Linked DNA regions of Pan troglodytes: all the other regions are linked to region 3. Evidence: chromatin contacts called from public Hi-C data. All regions are on one chromosome and are shown on one strand. Each heading gives the region's core, a stretch centred on a gene start, on an enhancer-like site or on the middle of the called end of the contact. The rest is flanking DNA. Distances are from core to core; before and after follow the strand shown. Region 1 overlaps ETV5 (ETS variant transcription factor 5). Region 2 overlaps ETV5 (ETS variant transcription factor 5). Region 3 overlaps DGKG (diacylglycerol kinase gamma).

Region 1 (2,972 bases), core at 240-2,739, 140 kb after region 3:
GAAATGCTTCCAGTGGCACTGAGTTCGCTGGAGGGGACATGAGGGCAGGCAGTGAGAAGAAGCATACATAAGACATTTGAAAATAGCCAAATATGTGATGAAAAAAAAGGAAACAACCATGAGCTAAAATTTATCTCCTGGATTTGCTTTTCATAAAGAAGTATGCTTTTCCTTGAAATAAAGTCTGGTTGTCAGACCGGCTCCATCCGCTTTCCCTCAGGGTGATTATTGAAGGTTTGGAAAAAATATCTAAGAAACGAAACCAGTCCCTCGGGGTGATTATTGAAGATTTGGAAAAAATATCTAAGAAGCGAAACCAGTTTTTTTTGCCTTGTACTTTGCGAAGTCTCGGCGTAGATTTCACCCTCCAACCTTAGATCTCCACATTCTTCCCTTTTGATGTCTCATGAGCATTCAGGAGGGTATTCTGAACTCTTCAGGCTGGATCCAAAGCCAAAAAAGGAACTGAAATTGTCTTAATAGGTAGCTTGTCCCCTCCTCTGCAGCCAGAAAATCTGGTAGTGTCTCCAGAGCCCTCCTCCCCTGGGGAGGAAGCCAGGTGGCTCCCGATGTAGCTACCAGCAGTGAATGGGAAGGAAGGTCTGGAGAGGCAGGCTTCCAGAGAGAGTTGTGCCCTAATGCAAACCAGCTCACCCTGGGGCAGGAGAAATACCACTGAAGTCTGTTTCTCTCAGCTGGTAGCTACAGCCAGATTCTGAACCGAGGGGCACATGATTGTCTTTTGCCTTTCCCGTTTTGCCAGAGGGCACTTTCTGACCTTACTTCTAGCGGACTTTTGCACACCCTTGCAGATTTCCACAAGGGTCTTGGCCATTTGAATCCTAGGAAGGGTGCACAGCAGGCAAGATCCCCTGCCGTGTCTGAATTTCTTACATAAACACAGCGTACTGAGCGAGCAAGCGTCCCTGCGGCGACAGCTGGGCGCTGAGCACTATTAGGTCTGCCCCAGCTAGCAGAGCTGCAGATTCCCCCTCTTGCCTGAATGGAGCATTCCAAATTGGTTGTGAATGGAGGGCGGGGCTCACTTGCAGACTTTTTCAATGAATAACCAGACCCCATTGTGCAGCCCGTGGAAAAACAACCAACTCAAACAACACTAGGACTGTTAGAAATATGCTTGTGATTGGCAGCTTGGAGAGCCTCCAAAATTAGTTTCCTTTGGCTTCCCTGCTGCTCCCTGTTCTCCAAGCCTGGGCTTAATGGGGTTTGAGTTTTCTTTTAAGTGCTCACTTTAACCCTTAAACTGCCGGGCTGATGGCCTGGGATTCTGGGGAAGAGCTGCCGCTGACCCACAAAGCCAGTGAAGCCCATTCCCCTTTCTTTGTCTCTCATTTTAGACTGTAGCTGTCTAAAGGGCGTGATAATAAGAGGAGAGGGTGGTTTAGCTTCCCCTGGAGAGGGAGGTGTTGAGACTTGATCTGAGGCTGTTAAACCCTTTTATCTCCTTCCCGTGGGGTTGTGGCTTTAGCTCCCCATTGAGGATTCCTGCCTGCTCTTCTCTGACCTCCCCTCTACTCCAGGCCTGAATAGCCCAGGTGTTTGCCTGCCACGACACAGACACTTCTTGCTTAGGCTTACAATTTTAACACAGGGGGAGACAAAGTTGTAGTTTCTCTACTCCTTTGCCTTCACTCCTGTTTAATTTTCCACTGTGGTCAGATAAGTATTTTTTAAACGACCGTACTCAAACTCTGGTACTGAGCAATGGGGGAACCTCACTATGGCTGTAAACCCTTCCACTGGACACTAATCAAATGCATTGCCTCCCAAAATGAACATCCTTGGAAGTACCAGAAAAACCCAGCCTCTGAGCAACCCCCAAACCAAAGTAGCCTCATCATGCCAAAACTAGGCCAGGTTTTAAGGGTGCATGTGCCTCAAAATAGCATCCACCCTTGATTGATTGATTGATGGATTGGCCAAGCGGATGTGCTGGGGGTGGTCTTGCTGTGTTGCCCAGACTGGTCTGAAACTCCTGGCCTCAAGCAGTCCTCCCACATAGCTGGCATTACAGGTTCGAGCCACCACACCTAGCTGCTTCCACACTTAAGCATCCTCCAACATCTTACCTGGTAGCTCACTGGCAGCTCACAGACACACGTCCAGTGTGCTCTGTGGGATAGCCCAGGGATGTATGATGAGCATAAAAAGGACAATCAGTTAAAAGGCAAAACAAAACGTAATAGTAATGATCCAGAGCAACTTCCTCAGGATTTTAAAGAGCTCTTCTTAGTTCCTACTCTTCATCCTCACAACCTTAATAAGGCCGTTTGCACTTGTGTTTTGCCTCAAGGATTTTTTTTCCCTTGCTGTAAGTTGGCCTTGCAAGCATGCCTTCCCTTCCCTATTAAAAAAAAGAACAGGCCTGGGCAGATTGTCCTTTTGTGAGAGAGTTTGAAACCTCTCAGGAGGTAACCCTAGATATCAGCTGTGTAGGAGGTTGCTGATATCTGTGTTTCTCCAGAGGGGCTGAAAAGGACTTCGCTTACATAAACACTTTCAGCTGAGTGCCTGGAAATGCTTCGTAATGGCCTGCAAGAGCACTTAATGAGGGTCTTTTATACTTTTCCCATAGAAAAGGTAGAATAGAAGAGGGGGGGGGATGTCTCTTTCACATGGTCACCCACAGTAAAGGCCGGATCCTGGAGCCTACCCCTAGTTTCCTCATCTGAATTTTAATAGAGAATAATTGAGGGGGGATAACTTTGCTGTGCTGAGGGATATCTCGACTCAGAAAATTTCTGCTTCTCCTCAACTCCCTCTTCATTTTTTTTCTTCCCCAGCAGCCGTGGAATTTTATTTCTTGCGGAAGAAGGTGGAAACAGCATAGGGTTTGGGGAGGTATTTAGTATTTTGACAACTAATAATCATAGTCCCTGCTTCCCCATTTTTATGCCTATTGAAACAGGAAACAAATCACATTTCTTAGGCTCCAAGTGTCTGCAGAAGCA
Region 2 (3,007 bases), core at 217-2,716, 160 kb after region 3:
TTTTTGGTGGAGACCCATTACCTGCAAGGTTTTTAAGGATTTTGCAGCTTCTGGAAAGCAAGACCCATGACCAAAGAAATTTGGGAAAAAAGACTTGGCTAATTAAAAGTATCAGATGATGATACTTTTTCTGACTTTGAAGAATTTAATTGGCTTTAGATGGGAGGTTGTGTGTTTAAGCGTTTTGCTTTTTCTGACATGTGACTTGACATGAGTTCCAAGAACAATCAGCTAGTTAGAAGGTTTGCAGAAGGAAGCATTGTGCTCCCTGTTAATCAGCTGTTCTCTCTCTATTCCCCTGTCATCCCTCTTCTGATTTCAGTGGTGCTTCATGCCCCACCTCCAACCAAGATCAAACGGGAGCTGCACAGCCCCTCCTCTGAGCTGTCGTCTTGTAGCCATGAGCAGGCTCTTGGTGCTAACTATGGAGAAAAGTGCCTCTACAACTATTGGTAAGTGGGCAAGAGGAGTCGAAGAAAGGCTGCCCAGAAAGGCTCTGGAAGTAGCCATCAAGCTGAATGTTCCTTCCCAGTGTTACTTACCCAGCAGACCCTGTGGTAAAACATATCCTTCTTTCATGGCAGTGTCATCCTCCGGGTGTAGTCTAGTCCCCTTGGGATCATTGTACTGCACACAAAAGAAAACCATTAAAAACCTTGTGGCTCTACAGAGCACTAAGTTCATAGGGTACCCAGTCCTTCTAGGGAAAGAGTCTCAATCCTGGGATATTTGATCTGTGGCTTTGAGGCAGGTAATATATACTTCTTCATGTCTATCATATGTTAATGTGAACTTTAAGCACCAGAGAAGTAATCTCCAAATCAGAATATATGAAAAAGTCTTGAAGCTTGTGCCCTTTACTTAAGAATATCCAGGCCCCAGGAATGAAGCTTTAATTTTAAATCATTCTTTGCTCTAGAAGATAAACATAGATTTGCCTGAAAGGGGGAGGAGAAGAGTTGTTAATTCAAATGATGTCACAGCACAAACGGACCTTCAACACATATTCTGACTAATTCCTGGGAACCCTGGAAATAGTTGGGAGAGGGGACCAGAGAACACCTGGCAAACATACATTCTCCCCTCACCCACCCACCCTACACAGGCATACACGGAGAATTCTTTTAGAAGGAGGGAAAAATGAAACCGGAAGCAGAGGCTAAAATTATCCTTGAGAAAAATCACTAGAAGTGTTAAACAAGTCCCTGTGACGCAGTGTGTTTGTCACTTTTCAGAGGTACAAATATCCCCTCGGGGCTACGAGCGATTTAACTATGTTAATGCTGTTATTTCCTGGCAACAATGGGCTGCAAACTAGCTTTCTGCTGGACCTGGTAACCATGCTAATGGCTTCATTTCAGCTTAATGGTTCCTTCTCTTTTTCTGTTTACAGTGCCTATGATAGGAAGCCTCCCTCTGGGTTCAAGCCATTAACCCCTCCTACAACCCCCCTCTCACCCACCCATCAGAATCCCCTATTTCCCCCACCTCAGGCAACTCTGCCCACCTCAGCGCACGCCCCTGCAGCTGGCCCAGTTCAAGGTGTGGGCCCCGCCCCCGCCCCCCATTCGCTTCCAGAGCCTGGACCACAGCAGCAAACATTTGCGGTCCCCCGACCACCACATCAGCCCCTGCAGATGCCAAAGATGATGCCTGAAAACCAGTATCCATCAGAACAGAGGTGGGTGTTGATCTGGGCTTCTTCCTTAATTGTCTCCCTCACTCCTATCCTTTCTCACTGGGAGAGGGGAAGCAGTTTGTCTTATTTACCAGGTTCCTAAAAAGTTATCATTACATTGAGGCAGCTTGTGAGGCAAGACTAATGATAATACGAATGTGACTGTTTATATACCACCCTGTTCCCAAGGTACTCCAGATGGTTGACGGACTACGACATCCTTATAAAGTAGGTAAGGGAGAGGTAACTGGTATTCTCCCGTCTCACAGAACTAGAGGAAGAATGACTTGCCAGGATAGTCTTGTCCCTCACTGAGGGCAGGTTCCTGACTCCTCATTGGATGCTGCCTACTATTAATAGAATTGAACTTCAGTTATTACCATTTCACTTACATATAAGGGACAATTGCTGATTTATACAAGGTAATATTACTTATCTGATTTTAACATGTTTTAACAGTAGGAGATTAGCTAAGGACCTTATTTGTACATCTGCTTTTGAGATAGAAATCTCCTGGTTACACTGCAGGTGGTTTTTACATTTCTACAGACATTGAGGCATCAGGAGTAACTTGTCCAGAGTCATTCATTTGTCAAAAAAGTGTGTGAAGGGAACCTTCTCTGCACACTCCAAACCTGACCTCTTTATCTGTGGTATTCTAGAATCTCGGATGCTTGTGGCCTTCTTTTATAGAAGATGTGCTGGGGGCCTGTCTTTATTTCAAGTTTCTCTGGGATAGGGGGGTAGTTGTCAACAATATTACCAAAGGATGCAAGATGGTGGCCATGGTATTTCATATCTATCTATGTTGTGTTAGGTGGATCGGTGTGGGGGCCACAATGGGGCAGGAGTGGGAAGAATATATGAGCATACCTTTCCCAGGCCTGGTCCATTCCAGATGCCTACCAGTATTTACTTGGAGGTCATTTTATTTCTAGATGAAATGCAGGGGAAAAAATAAGGTCCCTTTGTCTGGTTCTGATCCCCTTCCCGTTTTGCTCTGAAAGTCACCATTAAGAACGGCAAAATATGGCTGGTTGCTGTTTATTCCTTGGTTAGGCCAAGGAACACGAACGCCTGTGTTACAGAGGGCTCAAGGGGTGAGCACTGACAGGGTTGTGGGGGGCTGGCTCGGGAGTGGGCCTCTATTGCCACCGGGGACTCATCTGGAGGACACAGCTGCCGCTGAGCTTTTGGCAATTGTTACCTTGTACTAACAACCTGTACTTGTGCAGAAGAATTTGGTTACTTGGTTTTTTATGTAAAAATTGTAGACTTTTTTTTTTTTTAATTGGCAACTAATTCAAATTAAAAACAACACCTCTCTGC
Region 3 (2,761 bases), core at 231-2,730:
GTCACCCCCCATCTCCGGCTCAATTAGCCTGTTTATTTCTGAAGCCCAGCACCTGCACCCAAAGTACCAGTATGGGGCCTGAGCGGTGAAGGGGCGTTACACATTCTTCTGCTGGAAAATGAGACCATTGTCGAGGGTGGAAGACCGAGTTTGAGGAGGAAAGAAGAGTTCCGTTTCTGGTTTGAGGCTTAGGGTTGGCTCTAGAGATTGACACTTTGGAGCTATCATCATTCAGATGCTGGTAACAGCCACGAGAACTCACGAGATGGCCACGGTGTGGAGTGGGGGCCGCAGGTAGAACCCAGGGTTAGGGAGTTGTGGCCAGAGGATGGAGAGCCCAGGAGCACAGTGCATGACAGCCATCCTAACTGTGAGTGCTAGAGTGCAGGGGGCCGCTAGTGTGGCAAAGGGATGTGCTAATAGGAGGGCAGTGTCCACATGATGTAATAATGACTCTTATTGGCCTTGGAGGGAGTCCTTCGAGTGAAGTGATCAAGAAGCAGAAGCCAGAGTTTAATTTTGTTTTATTATCTACTAAGCATGTTATCCAGTGCCACTAATTATTTCTATTGCTGTGGATGGTTAAGACTTAATATCTAATAGCATCTACCAATGTCAGGTTTCTGGTTTTGACAATATCCTATAGTTATATAAAATGTTATCATTGGGGGAAGCTGAGTGAACGGGACCTAGGAACTCTATGCTATTTTTGCAACTTAATTGTGAGTCAAAATATTCCAAAATAAAAACTATTTTAAAAAGAACAAATATGGAAAGTCATTTCCAGAGACTCATGCTCAGCCCCAGACACAGGCTCCTGATCTCTAACTGCTCACAGACTCTCAGTCTCCCCAAAGGGCAAAGGCTTTCCCCTTCACTCACCCCTGAACTATCTGTTCTCAGCGGGTCCGGGCTAGAGTGAAATAGCAAGGACTCCAGAGTCAACTGGCATAGGCTGTAAGAGTATTGGTGGTGCTAGCTCATCCCCCTGGAGGCAGTGTTGAGCCTCTGTTGGCTCTGCGGATGTGACCTGGAGCCCCACCATGCGATAGATAGAGTCCCAGGGTTGGCATGACTCAGCGAGGGCATGCGTGCATCCCTTCCCTCCGCACTGCACTGTCATGACCACTCACCAAGGATCTGCTTTGTCTCTTTCACTTTCAGGACGCTTCCATTGCACACAGATTCCATGTGATGAGAGAGAAACATCCTGAAAAATTCAACAGCAGGTAAGCTGCAGGCCCGGCTGCGCTGCCACCCACCCAGTGTGGCCCTGGCGGAACAGAGGCCTTTCACCTGCTCTCTGGAAATTTTCCCAGCCAGGGCCGCCAGGGACTTGGCCTTCCTGCCACTTGCCGGAAGGAGGGTTTCCATTTCCAAGAAAAAAAAAAGTGTCAGAAACTTGGCGCAGGCTAACTGCCTGTCCTCTCCCAAAGGATCTGTGCAGAGGGCAGGGCTGGAGGGCAGGAGGTGGGTATGAAGGGCCTGCTTTTGCAGGGGAGGAGGTGGGAGGGCGTCTGCCCTTGTCTAACTGGAACCCCCGTCCTGAGTCTCTGCTGCTTCCAAGTACAGCGCCTCCAACCCCAGCCCCTCATGATTCTTTTGGGGAAGAGCGGGGAGGCTGGAAGAGACCCTAGCTTCTGTGGGTCTCAAGTGGGAGGAGGTGGCAGCTCCGGGGCTTGGACCAGGTGGACCAGAAGGGTGTCTCCTTTGCCTCCCCCGACAGCAGAGGGCAGCAGCAGAGAGGTACCTGCAAAGGCTGGAGACCCGGAACCCACTAAGTCCCAGCCTCAGCCTGGGCACTCTGTGAAGTCACCAAGTTAGGTTCAAAAATGAAAGGAAAGAGGAAACCAGATCATTTGCAAGCGAAAGCAAACCCTTCTTCCTTGTAGGACGAAATTTGCCAGAACTTAGTTGTGACTGACATAACTACCCCTTTCTCCCTCTTTCCTTGTCTGTTTCTTCTCATTAGTTGATTTTCATTCTTTCTTTCTTTTTCTTTGTTGTACTATTTCAAGATGACCAATATTTCAGACACTGTTCCCACCCCAACCCTAGGTAGGTTGGGAGAAGAATGGATAATGATTTGGACTTTGTTTTTGAGCCTGAAGGTGTTGACTTTTATTTAGCCCACAGAATTGTCTTTTTGTTTATTTATTTGTTTGTTTATTTATTTATTTATTTTTGAGATGGAATCTCACTCTGTCACCCAGGCCAGAGTGCAGTGGCGTGATCTTGTCTCACTGCAACCTCCTCCTCCCAGGTTCAAGCGATTCTCCTGCCTCAGCCTCCTGAGTAGCTGGGACTACAGGCGTGCACCATCATGCCTGGCTAACTTTTGTATTTTTAGTAGAGATGGGGTTTCACTATGTTGGCCAGGCTGGTCTCAAACTCCTGACCTCAAGTGACCCGTCCTCCTCGGCCTCCCAAAGTGCTGGGATTACAAGCAAGAATTGTCCTTAAAAGAGAGGTTAGAGTGTTCATTGAAGACATTCATTTAAAGCCCAGGACCCATCATTTTCAGCACTGGCCATTTTCATTCCTACTCTTTGTCCTGACCCCACAGCCTGAGAAGTCAACCAAGAAGAGGGAGGTCTTTTTAGAGGTCAGAAACTGAACACTATAGCTTCAGGAAGAGCGATCTGTGGGATCCGATAGCAGCTCAACGAACCTTTTAGGAAGTGCATCCTGCCACAGTATCTTCTTGCTCTCACACACACAGACTATACACACTCACTGCACACTAGGAACACGTGTACTT

What was found. Hi-C and Micro-C count contacts between places; a contact is called where the count stands out from the background.
Region 1: a contact with region 3 is called in a Hi-C map of induced pluripotent stem cells, with 2.5 times the contacts expected there. The contact joins two enhancer-like sites. A contact is called at or near these places in 3 of 7 Hi-C or Micro-C datasets (induced pluripotent stem cells and stem cell-derived neural progenitor cells) and 1 of 1 datasets of contacts at active chromatin or transcription factors (stem cell-derived excitatory neurons).
Region 2: a contact with region 3 is called in a Hi-C map of induced pluripotent stem cells, with 2.0 times the contacts expected there. The contact joins two enhancer-like sites. A contact is called at or near these places in 2 of 7 Hi-C or Micro-C datasets (both in induced pluripotent stem cells) and 1 of 1 other capture datasets (stem cell-derived neural stem cells).

The regions. Positions count from the first base shown.
Region 1 is chr2:189,278,563-189,281,534 of NHGRI_mPanTro3-v2.0_pri, reverse strand. The region is part of intron 5 of ETV5 (ETS variant transcription factor 5); the gene reads left to right. Among named protein-coding and RNA genes, the nearest start is that of ETV5, 12 kb to the left of the region's middle. Within about 2 kb of position 1,489, at least 19 of the 24 cell types and tissues checked have an H3K27ac peak or open chromatin away from gene starts, as enhancers often do. A contact at or near this core is called in induced pluripotent stem cells, where this site is marked.
Region 2 is chr2:189,261,065-189,264,071 of NHGRI_mPanTro3-v2.0_pri, reverse strand. It overlaps ETV5 (ETS variant transcription factor 5), which reads left to right. Exons shown (of 13, transcript XM_001152492.7): 6 at 323-452; 7 at 1,394-1,681. Among named protein-coding and RNA genes, the nearest start is that of ETV5, 29 kb to the left of the region's middle. Within about 2 kb of position 1,466, at least 5 of the 24 cell types and tissues checked have an H3K27ac peak or open chromatin away from gene starts, as enhancers often do. A contact at or near this core is called in induced pluripotent stem cells, where this site is marked.
Region 3 is chr2:189,422,435-189,425,195 of NHGRI_mPanTro3-v2.0_pri, reverse strand. It overlaps DGKG (diacylglycerol kinase gamma), which reads left to right. Exons shown (of 26, transcript XR_001713836.3): 20 at 1,165-1,229. Among named protein-coding and RNA genes, the nearest start is that of DGKG, 120 kb to the left of the region's middle. Within about 2 kb of position 1,480, at least 5 of the 24 cell types and tissues checked have an H3K27ac peak or open chromatin away from gene starts, as enhancers often do. A contact at or near this core is called in induced pluripotent stem cells, where this site is marked.